Regions from separate parts of the Sus scrofa genome. Here regions 1 and 2 are each linked to region 3. The links are chromatin contacts, called in public Hi-C maps. All regions are on one chromosome and are shown on one strand. Each heading gives the region's core, a stretch centred on a gene start, on an enhancer-like site or on the middle of the called end of the contact. The rest is flanking DNA. Distances are from core to core; before and after follow the strand shown.

Region 1 (2,945 bases), core at 171-2,670, 67 kb before region 3:
AGGGTGCCTTGCCTTGAATCTGGTGATAAGAGCAAAATGGTGGGCAGGTAATGATGACTAATAGTTGTAGAGCTGTACTGGAAAGTGTACCCCAAAGCCCCAAAACCTGGTAGATTAAAACTGCACAGTTCTTTTCTGGCCCACATTCTATGTCCTTGGTGGGAGCGGGGCTTTAGCCCAGGCTGAAGAAGAATCTGGAGCAGCACATGGTTCCTTCCTCCTTGGCAGAGACAGTAGGACAGCACATGGTAAAACACTTCCTCACCAATTATCACTTTCATGCATGCATTTCAATGGCCAAATCAAACCACCTGCCATATCTAACTTTCAAAGAAGCAAGGAAATGCAATAATTCCAGCATTGTCCCCAGAAAGCAGAACGCAAAAATTTGGATGATAACATTGATTATCACAAGTATCAAAATCTTTTTTTTAATGTTTTACTTTGAAGTCATCAGAGAATCATAGGAAGTTGTAAAAACTGTACAGAGAACTCCTTCAACCCTTCACCTGTTTCCCTTCAATGATTACATCTTATTACTGTAACTTACCAAAAGAAGCTATGAACTCATAACCATAGTACAATGTCAAAATCAGGAAATTGTCATTGGTAAGTGAGTGTGTATTGTTCTGTGCCATTTCATCACATGTACAGATTCCTGTAACAACCACCAGCCCCAAAATACAGAACTACTCCATCACCACAAATATCTCCCTCATGCTCTACACCGCCTCCCACTCCCACTATTTCTAACCCCGGCAACCACTGTTTGTTTCCCATCTCTATAATTTTGTCATTTAAGGATGTTATAGAGTTCCTGTCATAGCTCAGAAGTAACAAACCCAACTAGCATCCATGAGGACACGGGTTTGATCCCTGGCCTCTCTCAGTGAGTTAAAGATCTGGTGTTGCCATGAGCTGTGGTGTAGGTCACAAATGAGGCTCGGATTTGAGGTTGATGTGGCTGTGGCTATGGCCGGCAGCTGCAGCTCCGATTCTACCCCTAGCGTGGGAACCTCCATATGCCATGGGTGAGGCCCTAAAAAGACCAAAAAAAAAAAAAAAAGGATGTCGGATGTTGTATCATGGAATCATAGTATGTAACCTTTTGAAACTGGCTGGGATTTTTGTTTGTTTTCATGTTTTTGTCTTTTTAATTTTTGCTTTGTTCTGTGGGCCACCTGGAGCCACAGTTTTGACCTACACCACAGCTGCAGCAATGCCAGATTCCTTAATCCATTGTGCTGGACCAGGGATGGAACCTATGTCCCAGTGCTCCAGAGATGCCAGCAATCTCCTTGCGCCACAGCAGGAATTCCTGTTTTGTTTTGTCATGTCATGTTTTTAACTCGACATAATGCTCTTGCATGTAGTTGGGTAATTTTGTTTTGCTTCATTTTTGCTGTTGGCTGGGCCAGGATGACCGTCTTTAGCCCCCACGTGGTCTTCCCTGACATCACTCCAGGGGTTAGCAGGATTAGGAGGGGTGACTTCTAACAATATGCTGAAGATGAGAGTCTCTATTCAGCCTTTACTGACTGGGGTGGGGTAAGGGGACATTTTTTCCTGCAGAGTTTGGCTAGAATAGGGTAGCTACTGGTCTAAAAATTTCTAGGTTGCCCCTTTCCTTGCTCTTTGGCTAGTGACAGCAGGCATTTCTTGGATTTTTTTTTTTTTTAATTTGTTTCTGTCATGTGTCTGGGCTGCCATCTTCTCTAGCCCAAGATATATGAAGCAAATAAAAACTTAGAGAAATCATCGCCCTGTCATTCCATAAGTCCCAACGTCCTTAGTCAATTGCCTCCTTCTCTCCACTTTTCTGAGTTTTCTCATGTTTGTTTCATATACAATGTCCAGGGCTTTTAGCTATTCTCAGTGAGAAATATACTGTATCCACACTATACCATCTTGGTCTGGAATTAGAAGTTGAGGATAAAATTTTAAAACATAAATTAGAGCAGACTGCAGATTATTCCCATTTTTTTAAAAAAAATCATTCCCAGTTTCTTGCATTCTGATAGGCTTTTATGAATCAGAGGGGCAAGGTAAGATTTATTGCTGGTTTATTAGGAATTCCACTATACATGCTGGACATTTACATGGGTTATAATATTTATCATAAGGGAAAAAATCAGGGAAATCCTGGGAACAGCTAGAACAGAGACTCAGTGGAGTCTGAGGTCAATAAGCACAGAGGAGTGGAAAATTTGAGACAGACAGCCAGTGAGAAGACCAAGCCTGAGATTCTGCAGGTGGAACAACCTTTGCGCTGATAAGGCTCAGAATATACTATTTGGGGACATGGCCAATAGACGTAAAGAAGGCAATGACAGAAATGAACCTAAGAAACTGAAAATAACAGAGTCAGACAAGTCGTCAATAATTTTTTTTTTTTTTTAAAGGTTAAGGAAAGCAAGAGTCAGGATGGAAGGAAAACTTAAGTTAGGTACAAAAATCACCAAGGGCACAGGAAGCAAGTCTTAGCTGGCAGTAGATGTGGGTGGGCAGTCATCACTTAAAAGGAAATCAAATGGCATGAACATGAAAAGAAATGAAAGAGATGATGAGTTCTCAGTTCAAAGGAGGTACTATGGAGTAGGATGACCCAAGTTTTAACTGTAAATGCATGTGAATTCATGGTGTTATTATATGCCATTTAGGAAGACTCAATGAAAAAAAACAAAAAAAAAAACAAAGAAAACCTTTGTTATGTAGCACAGGGTGGAAGAGACTGCAGGTCTTTTCCACCTAAGAGTGTGTTTGTTCGTTTTGTTTTTCTTTTATGTTTTTTGTCTTTTTAGAACTACACCCAAGGCACATGGAAGTTCCCAGGCTAGGGGTCAAATCAGAGCTGTAGCTGCTGGCCTATACCACAGCTCATGGCAATACTGGATCCTTAACCCACTGAGAAAGGCCAGGGATCAAACCCACATCCTCATGGATAC
Region 2 (3,243 bases), core at 197-2,696, 66 kb after region 3:
TCATGAGGATGCGGGTTTGATCCCCGGCCTCACTCAGTGGGTTAAGGATCTAGCACTGCCATGAGCTGTAGTGTAGGTTGCAGACGCAGCTCAATCTGGTGTTGCTGTGGTGTAGGCTGGCAGCTGTAGCTCCAATTTGATCCTTTGCCTGGGAATTTCCATGTGCCATGGATGCAGCCCTAAAAAGCAAAAAAAAAAAAAAAAAAAAAAAAAAGCAGAAACAGACTCACAGACTCACAGACTTCAAAAACAAACTCACAGTAAAAGGAGAGAGTTAAAAGGGAGGGAGGAATTGGGAGCTTGAGGTTGGCATATGCACACTATTGCATATGATGACTGGTCAACAGGGGCCTGCTCTACAGTATAGGGGAATCTCTTCAGTATTCTGCTATAACCTTTATGGGAATGAATATGTGTATAGATATAATTGAATCACTTTGCTCTACAGCAGAAGTTAACAAAACATTGCAAATCAACTATACTTCAATAAAATTTATTTAAAGGTGTAAAGAAAAGGGAATCTGGTGCACTGCTACTGAAAATGCAAATTAGCACAGCCACTATGAAAAACAGCATGGCGTTTCCTCAAAAAATTAACAGTAGAACTAACCTATGATCCAGTAGTTCCACTTTGGGGCCTATATGCTAAGAAAGTGAAATAAAGATCTTGCAGAGATACCTGCTCTCCCATGTTCATTGCAGCATTATTCACAATAGCCAAGGTACAGAAACAATTTAGGTGTCCATCAATGGATGAATGGATAGTGTCACTGATGTAATTAAAATATACATAAAATAACACTATAGTTTTTAAAGATGAATGAATTGTGCAAGTATGTATATCAAACACATCAGAGTTGGGTTCTGGGTTGGAGGGCAAACACGGGCGACACTCAGAGGTGAGGAGTACACAATTCTGAAGCAAAACAGAGCTCATGTGGACTAATGAAGACAGTGTGAGTTAATAAGGCACTCTCTGCCCTTCTGAAAACAGAATGGAAAGGGAGCATGGTGATAAGAAAATAAGAAAATAATTAAAAAGTCAGTTATGTGGAAACAACTTTGAAAGAGAACTTCTTTATTTTCTCTTCCCTCTCTGCTTTACTGTCTCACTCTGGCTCCAGAGGAACAAATCAAAGAGGAAATAAGATTCATTGCAATTGGATTATTTTTAAATGGTAATTTAATAACACTTCCTCTCAAGAGAGTAAAAGTATAGTTCAGGCTGAAGCTGGCACTTATCTAAATTTCATTTCATTCATAGTAAAGTAGCAAGAGACAGCATGATTTATAGCCATACCAGGAAAATGTGAGAAAGACTGTTAGCAGCAGTATCCTATCAAGAAACAAGGCAAAGATGCCACAAAAACACCTTCAGTATTTCCCATCACCTGTAGGATGAGATCATTCACCATCTTGCTCCTACTGACCATTTTCAGTCTCAATTTCTATCCCACCCCTAGTAATGGTTTCTCAACTCCACCCAAACCAGCTGACTCATTGTTCCACCAGTAGACCTTAAGATTTCCTGACCACCTGCCCAGGAAACATCCCTTACTAACGACTCTTTAGTGGCCTGCTCAGTCCTTACTCATCTCTTGTAATCCTGTCATCTTTTCTCTTGTCCTAAGTTAATGTTTCACTTACAAATTGCTAGAGCATTTGTTTTCTACACCATCTCTTGTCAGATAGTTATTTCCTTTCGGTATTGTGAAGACAGTGTTCCACTGTTTTCCAGATTCCATCGTTTCTATTTAGAAGTCAGCTGAAATGTACAGCTTAATATCTTTCATCAATTTTTGAAAATTCTCAACTATTAATGCTTCAAATACTGCTCCTGTGCCATTCATCCTCCCCACCCCCCTTATGAGACTCCTTTCTGTAACTGCTTTGTCTCCTACCCTCCCTTATCAATACTATATTCTGGATAATGTCTTCAAATGCATAAAAAATTCATCCCACTGTGTTACTAATTTGATTATTGTATCTATAGTTCTAGAAACTTCTCTCTGTTGTTTTCTTTTTTGAAGATGCCCACTAAATGTTTACTGAATGAGGAGTTCCTGTTGTGGCGCAGTGGTTAACAAATCCGACTAGGAACCATGAGGTTGCAGGTTCGGTCCCTGCCCTTGCTCAGTGGGTTAACGATCCGGCGTTGCCATGAGCTGTGGTGTAGGTTGCAGACACGGCTCGGATCCAGCGTTGCTGTAGCTCTGGCGTAGGCCAGTGGCTACAGCTCCGATTCGACCCCTAGCCTGGAAACCTCCATATGCCGCAGGAGTGGCCCAAAGAAATAGCAAAAAGACCAAAAAAAAAAAAACGTTTACTGAATGAGCTGAACAGAGATTATCAATTAAGTTCCACAATGCCTCAGATGTAAAAATATGAACACTTACCGTGTCTTTTCCACATACATCTTTCATTGATATACTTAGTGTTTGTAACATTTACATTTGTTTTCTTTTTTTTTTTTTTTTTTCTAAACAGCTTTGGTACTTTTACGGAATAAAGTGGATTTCCCAAAATGGAACCCTGCTTTATAAAAGTACATGTACAAGGATATGATCTCTAATGGTTTAACTTGTGATTATTTCCTGGGAACAAATCAGGACCAAGGTGAGAGACCTGCACATAGAGATGAACCTGGAAGAGTAGACAACAGAGTGCTGTTTGTCTTGCTGTATCTGCAGTGTGTGGAAATGCCTACGCCAGGGATCAAACCCACCTCACAGTAGCGACAACACAGGATCCTTAATCCACTAGGCTACAGGGAGCTCCTCTCTTTGTTTTGTTTTATATTTACAGTTTATATTTCTGTCAAAATACTCAGTTTCATCTCTCAATGAACACAACAAGCATAATTTTTTTATTTTTAAGTCTGAATTTTATAACTTCATTTTCTAGATCTCCTGTGGGTCTCCAGTTTCTGCTCATTGTTATTTATATTGTTTTGTTCCCTGGTATGCATGGCAAGTATTTTTTTTTCCAGGTTAAACTTACACGACATCAAAGTAACTATTTTAAAGTGTGCGATTCAGTGGCATTTAGTACATTCACAATGTTGAGCAATCACTTCCTCTAGTTCCAAAACGTTTTCATCACCCCAACAGAAAACCCTATACTCATTAAGCAGACACTTCTCATTTCCCATCCCCCAGCCACTGACAACTACTAATTTGCTTTCTAGCTCTATCTATGATGTCATTATATTAAATGAGCTTCTTGTGGGCAGCATGCAGTTGG
Region 3 (3,259 bases), core at 300-2,799:
AAAGGTGGAGAGCTCTCTGAAGACCTTTAAATCCACATTATGGACATTAAACTTCATTCTAGGGACCATGGGAAGCCACTGAAGGGTTTCAAGTAAACGGCATAATCTAAATATGCACAACTGTACCGTGGAAGAGGTCACGTGAAATTGCATGTGATAACTGGTTTAGAGGGATCAATGGTGGAAGCAGGGAGATAAAAAGGCAACAAAGGGGTCCAAAAGAAGAGATGATGGTGGCTGGCCTGGGGTTACAGTGCAATAGGCAAAGGGGAAGAATCAAGGATGGCTCCCAGGTTCTTGGTTTGAACAAGTGGTGGATACTGCTGGCATTTTCTGAGCTAGGAAGCACTGAAGGAGGAGTGTGTTTTAGAGAAGCAGAGAGGATGATGAATTCTGCTTTTGCCATGCTGGATGTGGGATGCCTGTAAGCATCTGAATTTATATCTAGGCAAGGAATTTTGTATCTGAGTATACATCTCTGGAGAAAGACCCAGATAAGAGATGGAAATCTGAAAGCGAACTGTATTTAGGTGATACCTGAGGCCCCTTGAGGTGGTTGAATGTCTGGGGAGAGTATAAACTGAGGAGGGCAGGAAGCAACAAGAAACTCTCCATATAAGGACTGTGCAGGAAGAGCTGGTTCCAAACCTGGCTGACCGTTAGAATCACCTGGGAAACTTTACAAAATGTTTATCTGCTGTGAGGGGGTGTGTCTACATGACCCATATTTTGAAAAAAAAAAAAAAAAAACCCAAAAAACAAACAAACAAAAAATTATAGTATGATTAGAAACCATTTGGTAGAAGAAAATTGTCAAAGAGAGGACCAGTGGTTAGGAAAGAGGAAAATAAAAAAAATGATGGTGTTCTAGATCCGGGGGATGGGAGGTGGGAGGGTGGTTCAGAATGAAAGGGATCAGACAAAAGCAGGACTGAATTTAGCAATGGGAAACCAGATGTGGTGCACCCACTTGACTGACCCCTTACGAGTAGGGGATTGGTGTGTAAACGCAACAAACATTTACTGAGGGATCACAGCAAGGTGCCCTCAGAGAAGCAAGCACAGGTGGGCATAGAGGAGGGCAGATTAAAGGAAGGTGCCTCGGGTGGCAGAATAACAAGGGAGAGGGGTGTTTCATTGAGGTTCATAAATAGGTTTTAGCAGATCTGTGACCTGCTGAAATCTGTAATGTAAGATTATGTCTATGCCCGTATATTGTGGGGGGGGGGGGCTGAGCTAGTCAAAGGGGTCAGTGGCCTCTAAAAAGTTAAGAATCACTCTACCCTTCAAGTCCATCTGGGCACCATTGAAACACAGGCTTCTGGGCGAGAAGGCCACGACCAAGGGAAAAGCTAGCAGCGTGATGGTCGGTCTACTCCACACAGAATCTTACCTTTACACTTACAGATATCAAAAGTGATCAATCTTCTGACTTAATGTGAGAAGAGATTAACTTTAAAAAAATCCAATTTTTTAAAACAGATGGTGGTACTTTCTACTCCTCAATCCCTGGGGGCTTCCAAGCACGTGCCCGGGTTCGGAGCGCGGGCGGAGCAACACGAGGCTGGCTGACGCGTGGACGCCCTCCCGCCCGGAAAGAACTGACTGCTCCGAGCTCCGCCTTTTAGATTTGGCCGAGAGAAGTCGACGCAAGCTTTCAGAGTCCAGGCCGGGTTTTCAAAAGCGTAAGACGGAAGTAACCGAGGGCCGGAAGTTTCACGGTCCGCACAGGGACAGAAGTTGGGGGGGGGGGGCGGAGAGGAAGGCTTGGGGTAGGAATGGCGGCTCAAATCCCAATTGTGGCCACCACTTCCACTCCCGGGATACCCCGGAACAGCAAGAAGAGGCCGGCCAGTCCTTCCCACAACGGCAGCAGCGCCGGAGGCTATAGCGCCAGTAAGAAGAAGAAAGTGTCCGCCTCTGGCTTTGCGCAGGTACCCTGACACTCGCTTAGCTTGCGCGTGCGCGGGGCTGGGCTGGGGCGGGATGAAGGCGCCTGGGAGTTCGGCGGGGCGGGGCACGGCGTGGCAGGGCGCAGCGCATGCGCAGGGGAGTGCCGCCGTACCTCTTCGGTAGAACCTTGTCTCTGGTGTAAATGAAACACTTTATTTTTCCCTTAGTTTGACTCTGTGGGAGTAGGTTAAAGAACCACCAGCGTTGCATTGTTCTTGAGGAGAGCGGGGGGTGGGGAAGTTGTTGTTGCCCTAATAGGCCGTCCCTTTCCGTCGAGGTCGCGTTTAAAGCGAGGCTTAGGACTTTTCTTATTTAATGTGAGTTTTAATCAAGCAGAAGTTCCCGTGTATCAACTTTGTCCATTCTACAGCCATTTACCGAATGCCTGTGAGGTGCAGAGCGCCGTAATGAACCGCGTGAAGGAATACAAAGAAGTTCTGGCACGGGTGATTCCCCTCATCCTCAAAGTGCTTTTGTGACCCTCAGTCTCCCTGTCCAAAAGTGGGTTTGGTCTTAACCTCATGGGGTTGTTACGAGGATTCAATAAGATCATGGTGATAAAGCTCTGAGCACAGCTTCTGACACAGACTTCACCAGTTGAGGTGGCGGCGCGGGTTCTTTTTACAAAGGTGTCTACCTATGTCTACCATCTAGATCAAGATAAAGAGCATTTCCAAGGGCCTTTGAAAATTCCCTGGTGACCCTTTCCAGTCCATACTCTTTTCTCCCTGTCAGAGGTAACCACCACTCTGACACCTCTCACCAGATTGACTTTGCCTTTTTAAACAGAATATGTATAGAATCATAGCAGATTCTTTTTGTGTCTGTTTGGGCTTTCTCTATAAAACAAGGTTTTTGAGAGTTATTTCATTCATGTTATTACCTGTTTTGGAGCATCTAGTATATTGTGTGAATATACCACAACTGATGGACATTGGAGTTCTTGATAGTTTTTGCCCTTATGCATAAGCTGCCCTGAACATTCCTATACACATCTGTGTAGATAAATGCTTTCATTTCTCTTGGGTAAATGGATAGTCGTGGAATTGCTGGATCATAAGGTGGACACACTCACAACTCCGAAATTGTTAAACAGTGGTTTCCAAAGTAGTTGCACTGTTGTGCATTCTCAGCAGTAAAGTATAAGAATTCCAGTTGCTCTATGTCCTCAACAATACTTGGCATCATCTGTCTTTTTGCCATTCTGATGGCTGTGTAGTGTTGTGTCATTGTTTTAAAATTTTTGTGTCATAGTTTACTAATGATATCAATCACCTTTTCATATGCTTTTGACCATTCCAATATC

The links. Hi-C and Micro-C count contacts between places; a contact is called where the count stands out from the background.
Region 1: a contact with region 3 is called in a Hi-C map of alveolar macrophages, with 1.8 times the contacts expected there. The contact joins the enhancer-like site here to the promoter of INO80C in region 3. A contact is called at or near these places in 1 of 5 promoter capture datasets (liver), 8 of 47 Hi-C or Micro-C datasets (alveolar macrophages, blood, embryonic fibroblasts and 2 more) and 2 of 2 datasets of contacts at active chromatin or transcription factors (alveolar macrophages and skeletal muscle).
Region 2: a Hi-C map of retroperitoneal adipose tissue shows a contact between it and region 3, with 2.1 times the contacts expected there. The contact joins the enhancer-like site here to the promoter of INO80C in region 3. A contact is called at or near these places in 10 of 47 Hi-C or Micro-C datasets (alveolar macrophages, embryonic fibroblasts, fetal liver and 6 more) and 2 of 2 datasets of contacts at active chromatin or transcription factors (alveolar macrophages and skeletal muscle).

What each region holds. Positions count from the first base shown.
Region 1 is chr6:119,351,751-119,354,695 of Sscrofa11.1, reverse strand. The region is part of intron 2 of GALNT1 (polypeptide N-acetylgalactosaminyltransferase 1); the gene reads right to left. Among named protein-coding and RNA genes, the nearest start is that of GALNT1, 57 kb to the right of the region's middle. Within about 2 kb of position 1,420, at least 1 of the 83 cell types and tissues checked has an H3K27ac peak or open chromatin away from gene starts, as enhancers often do. A contact at or near this core is called in alveolar macrophages, where this site is marked.
Region 2 is chr6:119,218,029-119,221,271 of Sscrofa11.1, reverse strand. No RefSeq gene overlaps it. Among named protein-coding and RNA genes, the nearest start is that of ZNF24, 52 kb to the right of the region's middle. Within about 2 kb of position 1,446, at least 1 of the 83 cell types and tissues checked has an H3K27ac peak or open chromatin away from gene starts, as enhancers often do. A contact at or near this core is called in retroperitoneal adipose tissue, where this site is marked.
Region 3 is chr6:119,284,142-119,287,400 of Sscrofa11.1, reverse strand. INO80C (INO80 complex subunit C) reads left to right here and starts at 1,549. Exons shown (of 5, transcript XM_003356408.4): 1 at 1,549-1,934. The coding sequence starts at 1,779.